Regions from separate parts of the Zea mays genome. Here region 1 is linked to region 2. The links are chromatin contacts, called in public Hi-C maps. All regions are on one chromosome and are shown on one strand. The core of a region is the stretch at or near the end of the contact, and the rest is flanking DNA. Distances in the headings are between cores, read along the strand shown.

Region 1 (3,196 bases), core at 441-2,940, 150 kb after region 2:
GCCAAAGGGAGATAAGCCCATCGACTCAGGCTCAAACAACAAGAAGAAGGACAGGAAGAAGAGGTGCATCAAGAAAATAGTCTACTACGACAATGATGGCTCCTCATCTTCACCGAAGGATGATGATGCAACTCTTCTTTAAATAAAAAGACGGTTAACCAAATTACTCTTTTGATTATTCCCACGCTTCGTACAACTCTAATGCTCATTTATTGTCTATTCCTCTTGGCAAGCCCCTCACTTTGATGGGGAAGATTATTCTTTTTAGAGCCATAGAATGCATATTCATCTATTTTCTCTTCATCCTAACATTTGGTAAGTAATAGAAATGGAATACATTTTGATATTAATGACGATGCTATATTAATCTATGAACAAATTCATAACAATGCTCAGGCTACTATTGTTCTTTTAGCATCTCCATACAGGGATGAATACATCAAGGTTAGTGGCTTGGACAATGCCAATGAAATACGGGACACCCTCAAAATCGCTCATGAGAGAAATGACGCCACAATGATCACCAAGATGGATTTGGTGGAAGGCGAGCTGGTGAGGTTCACCATGAAGAGGGGTGAGAAGCCAACTAATACATACAATAGGCTTAAGACCCTGGTGAACAAGATTTGAAGCTATAGAAGTACAAGATGGATGAATCATGACATTGTGCGCCTCATGTTAAGGTCACTTACTGTTATTGATCATCATCTTGTTAATCTTATTTGTGAGAACCCCAGGTATACCAAAATGTCACCCGAAGAAATTTTTGGTAAGTTTGTAAACGGGCGCATGATGGTAAAAGAAGCAAGGTACGTCGACGACGTCGCCAATGGACCTCTTCATTGATACGAGCAACAACCCATTGCACTCAAAGCAACAACCAATAAGGAGACGCTCCCAAACAAGGTGACACAAGTTGAAGCAGTCAGCCTTAACGAGGAAGAAATGACGCTTGTAATCAAGCACTTCAAGACCACTTTGAAGGGACGCAAGGACTATCCCAACAAGAACAAATCATGGGAAAAACGCTCATGATTTAAGTAAGATAAGTATAATCATTTTATTGCTCAATGTCCAGATAATGAAAATGACTAGAATCAAGACAAGAAAGGGAAGAAGCAGAAAAAGTTCTATAGAAAGAAGAAGGATGAGGCGCACATCAATAAGGAAGGGTCATTTTTATGTTTCGAGAGTTGATAAATTGTTGCTAAATATAGGGAGAAAATGATGTTAGATGAAAAGTGACTAAATTTAGGAAGTTAATTTAGAGAACCGTTGGAGAGAAGTTTTTAGGCTAACTACTTAGGAGTCCTTTAGAAAACTACTGGAGTTGCTCTAAAAGACTTGTGATAGCTAAAAGTTGAGAGAATTTATAAAGGCTCCGTTTGGATGTAGACATGAAGAGCCATAGAATTGAAATTGATCTAATATCAAGTCTACCTCTGTATTGAAATAGACCTCAATTCTGTGCAAATCAGAGGGTGACCCTCGGAATTGACGGTGTGTGCTATGTGCTGCAATTCCACCTCGATATTGACGTACAATTTACACCGTCGAATTCCGGTGCCAACCAAACAGCGGTATTCGTGTAGATAAATGCCAATTCCGAATTGCACGCCGCAACAGTGACATCCAAACCGTGCCATTTTTTCGAGCGGCTTGAGCCACAACAGCCCCACTCTGTCTGAGTGTCTGTGCCTGCCTGTGCAAAGTAGGGTTTCCACCGGGACACAGGCCGCCTCCATCCCATGGCGCGCGCCGCCGCCTCCAGGCTCGCCGCCGTGGCGAACTCTTCCTCTACGGTGAGCTTCCTCATCTCACATCCCTCATTTGTCCTCCATACAATCCCGAATTCCACTGCTTACCTCTTCATCTCCGTTGCCAGCGCGAGTTGTTCGCCCGCCACCTCGCCGCCGCTGCCGCCTCGGCGTGGACCGCACCGCCGCGTCTGCCTGAACCAGGTAAGTCGCCTTCTTTTTTTTCATGCTTTTCGAATGTATTGACCGCGTAGGCCTGTGTTGCTTATCGGTGAATTGGACAGGGAGGGAGCGGCGGAGCCCGGGCTGGTGGTGTCCGAGCAGGTCGTTTCATGGTTAGTACTTCGGCCAAATTGATAACCATAGTGTAATTCCACGTTTCCATTTGACCATACACAGTGGTTCATCTTGTGAAATTAGTTGTTGTTTGGTTTATTGCTACAGTAGGCCTCATAGTTGTTAAAACCTAATGTTATCCTGTAGCGACAATTGAAACCAAGACCTCATGTTCTGGTTAATATTAGGTCTATCTTTCTGCTTTCTATCCGGGGTGCCTTCATTTTTTTTACCTTTTGTGCACAACTCCATTATAATCATATATTTAAACCATCTGATTCGTTTAAGAGCTATCATCCCAGGTGACTTTGGCCTTCTGATCCTGACTTGCATTTGAGTTATAAGAAAACAATTGCACGTTTAGCAGAGCTTTTGTGAATACCAAGGGACACTTCTTTCTATGTTTTCTGCTTTAACACTAAAACAAGAATAGACCCAGTGCCGTAGGCTTCCACATGTATAGAGTCTGGGTAAGGTATAAACCAAGGCAAGCATTCCCCCGCAATGTGGAGAGACTGCTTCGAATCCACGACCTGGTGGCTCAGTGAGACAGTTCTTACCACTGCACTACTTTAACACTATAAATGAAAAACGAAACGAGAATATTATTTTCCTTAGAACAATAATAGCCTCTTTCTCTCTGAAAAGAGAGAACACAATTGTTATTTTTCATGCGTAAATTCGACTGCAGCTTTTAAGGACCAAGACTGCTTGGCTAATACTTAACTGAGATTGTTATGAAATTATTTAAGATTGTCCCAAAACCACAAATTTAAATGATTTAATGCATCTACAACAGCAGCAGCAAACCTTTTATTCCCAATTAAGTTGTGGTAGCCTGGTAGGCTATAGATACCCAATTTGAGGTACTCATAAAAAAGGAGGTGCCAAGATAAATCAACATGATTGACTTCAGCAGTTACTGATATTTTTTTCTTTGCTCTTACTTTTTTTTGCAAAGTACAACCTAGATTCCTAGAGTACCTTATACCTGAATAATATTAAGGAAAATAATAACCAACACAGGAGAGATCATGTCAGAAAAGAAAATTAAATCAAATTTGACGAAGCCTTCACCTCCACCGCAACCATCACAACACTGT
Region 2 (3,122 bases), core at 107-2,606:
AAAAGTGGGTCTTCGCTCATCATCGCATATGCGTGGCTGGATTTGTATACTGTTATTTTTTTTTTGTTGTTGTAAGGAAGGAGGTGGGCAAGTTTGGGACAATTTGTTATGGGCCTTTTTTTTATAAAAAAACAAAGTATCCAACGTTTTTTTTTAAAACCATTCTCCATGGCCGTCCGTACTCGGGTGTATATGATATTGGCGAGAAAAGGCAGAGATGTTTCGCCTGGGCTAAACATCCCATAGTAGAATTGATCGGTCGTGATAAGTGTGTGTGTGTGTGTTGCCGACATGGAAGAGGAGGACAACGTGCGAGAATGGCTCCTCCTTTTTGTTTTCTTTGTTCTTTTTTTTTTTGTTTTTGTCGTAGAATTTTTGAATCCTGCTTTTTAATCTTCTCTTTGATAGAATAAGAATAAGGATAAGAAGAAGAAAAACTCGAGTTAGATTCACCATTCCAAAAGTTGCTGCTGTTCCTCTTCGATACGTGTGAATGTACCCGTCTGCACTGAATCTGGTCAAAGACAGGTTCGACGAGATTAGCCAGTGTGCTCCATCATCACTAAACTAATGCGTGTTTGTTCTAGGCGTACTGCTATAAACAAACCTACTACTTTGCATTTGCCTTCCCTTTTTTTTCACTAGGAGGGTGACGGAGTAAAGAGAATGCGTACGCGTTGCTGCCGTGTTGGACATGTTTTCTGCAGCTCTGGTGTAGTCGCAAGCTTGGCAGCCATCTGACACAGGAAATGTTGCACGGGCAAACGCTGCACTGCATCTTCCTTTCAGAGGATTTGCTCAGACAACTCTCCAGCAAATTAATTAATCCTAACAGTTCTGGCAACAACCTACAGTATACCGCTTAGGGGGTGTTTGGTTACACCCCACTAAAATTTAACCCCTGTCCTATCGAATATTTGAACCTCCGTTCCGGGTATTAAATGTAATCGGATTATAAAACTAATTTGTCAGCCGAAGATTAAAAGACGAGACGAATCTAGTCCAGTTGGTTGGGTCTATATTTCATACTCCTATTTAAAAGTCAAACGCTTGATGTGATCCGAGCTACTCCCTCCGGTGTACTAAAAACTGACGTTTTGGACAGCTTCTCGCATACCAAGAAACTAATAACTACCACTCTTTTCCATTCTTAGCGTAATCCCTTTAATAGCTGGATTGGTTCTCTTCACTCCTTCCCAGGCAGGAGATCCAGGTTCGATTCTTGAGTCACACAAGACTATTTTTTTTTTCAATTTTGCATGTGCGGGTACACCATTTTGCATGCAAATGCATGGCGTGGCGCGGCAAGATTCTGTTTGGCGCCTTACTTTTTTCTCTCTAGCGCATTTTCTTTTTTCTTGACTCACGCGAGACCATTTTGCATGCGCGGGTACACCATTTTGCATGCAAATGCATGGCGGGGCGCGGCAAAATTCTGTTTGGCGCTACTTTTTTCTCTCTGGCGCATTTCTTTTCTTGCTCCCGCTACTTTTTTCACTGTTTTGCTGGCTATATAGCCTCACTTGTTGCGCACAAACGAAATGTTTTCATTTGAACTCCTACAGAAAGCAATGGCGTTGTTTGACCTGAATATACAACAACCTTTTGTGACAGATTTAGGTACGATACATGGTGTATTCATTTGTTTTATCTTCTTGTTTTATGTTCTTCTCTAATCCAATTTTTTTAACAGGTTTTGATATGAACCAAGAACCAGTTCATATGTTTGACCTGAATGTGGCAGCACCAGTTGAGAGTGTTCAGCGGAAAGATGCTTCCGAAGTTGTTTTAAATCAAGTATTCCAGGAACTGCTGCGAAGAAGTAAGAATGGAGTGCTACCAAGGAATGCTACTAGCGAAGTTGCCGTAATGTATAATCTTGGAATTCGAACTGTACAACGATGTTGGGCTGAAGGTAAACTCTCACTTGATCTTGGTATTATGGTTAGTTTTGCTAGTAAAAAGAGAGGTAAATGTGGTCGTAAGCCAAGTCCAGTAAACTATGAGCGATTGCGCAATGTTCCTCTTAAGGAAAGAACCACTCTTGAAGATTCAGCTAAAGTACTTGGTGTTTGCAAGAGAACACTTTTGAAACACGTGAAACAAGGGAAAGTTAGAAGGCACACGAGTAGTATCAAACCGCATCTTACCGATGAAAACAAGAAGTCTAGGCTACAGTGGTGTGTTGACATGCTTGAGCATGAGACTTTGCATGACAATCCAAGGTTTAAGAGTATTTTTGACCATGTTTTCATTGATGAGAAGTGGTTCTTCATTACTCGAAAATCTGAGAGGTATTATTTGTTGCCCGATGAGGATGAGCCTTATCGTACTTGTCGGAGTAAGAACAACATCCCGAAGCTCATGTTCTTATGTGCCACCGCTCGTCCAAGATTTGAGAATGGAATTTGCACGTTCGATGGGAAGATTGGATGCTTCCCTTTAGTTACTTTTGAACGTGCAAAAAGGAGTAGTATTAATCGTCCAGCTGGAACAATGGAAGTGAAACCCATCACTTCGATAAAGAGAGATGTCGTTAGAGAGTTCATGATACAAAAGGTACTTCCATCTATTAAAGCTAAGTGGCCACGTGAAGATGTCAACAAACCAATTTATATTCAACAAGACAACGCGCCATCTCATATTGAAGTTAACGATCCAATGTTTTGTGAAGCTGCACAACAAGATGGTTTCGACATTCGTCTCACTTGTCAACCGGCGAATTCCCCAGATTTTAATATATTAGACTTGGGGTTTTTTCGTGCCATACAATCAATTCAATACAAGAAATCAGCAAAAACAGTTCAAGATCTAATTCCAGTTGTGCAAGAGGTTTGTGATCTATCTATAATTCGAAAAAAATTCTATTAATTTGTTTTATGTACTAACATTATTCTGATATCATTTAGGCTTTCCATGAATATCCTCCATGCAAGGCAAACAGAATGTACTTAACACTTCATCAAGTTTTGAAAGAAACGATGAAAGTTCATGGATCCAATAAGTATAATCTTCCTCACATGAAGAAGGGAACACTTGAAAGACAAGGATCACTACCGGTACAAGTTCATTGTGAAAGATCATTGGTATACGAAGCCATGCAAAAGCTTGCTACATGGAAC

What was found. Hi-C and Micro-C count contacts between places; a contact is called where the count stands out from the background.
Region 1: a contact with region 2 is called in a Hi-C map of bundle sheath, with 2.1 times the contacts expected there. The contact joins the promoter of LOC100304399 here to the promoter of LOC103640822 in region 2. A contact is called at or near these places in 9 of 25 Hi-C or Micro-C datasets (bundle sheath, ear, endosperm and 4 more) and 1 of 3 datasets of contacts at active chromatin or transcription factors (leaf).

The regions. Positions count from the first base shown.
Region 1 is chr10:9,188,197-9,191,392 of Zm-B73-REFERENCE-NAM-5.0, forward strand. LOC100304399 reads left to right here and starts at 1,691. Exons shown (of 18, transcript NM_001165835.1): 1 at 1,691-1,802; 2 at 1,886-1,961; 3 at 2,042-2,092. The coding sequence starts at 1,749.
Region 2 is chr10:9,043,182-9,046,303 of Zm-B73-REFERENCE-NAM-5.0, forward strand. LOC103640822 reads left to right here and starts at 1,357. Exons shown (of 3, transcript XM_008664288.2): 1 at 1,357-1,620; 2 at 1,694-2,832; 3 at 2,910-3,122. The coding sequence starts at 1,542. LOC103640821 (a long non-coding RNA gene) reads right to left here. Exons shown (of 2, transcript XR_559876.4): 2 at 2,950-3,122.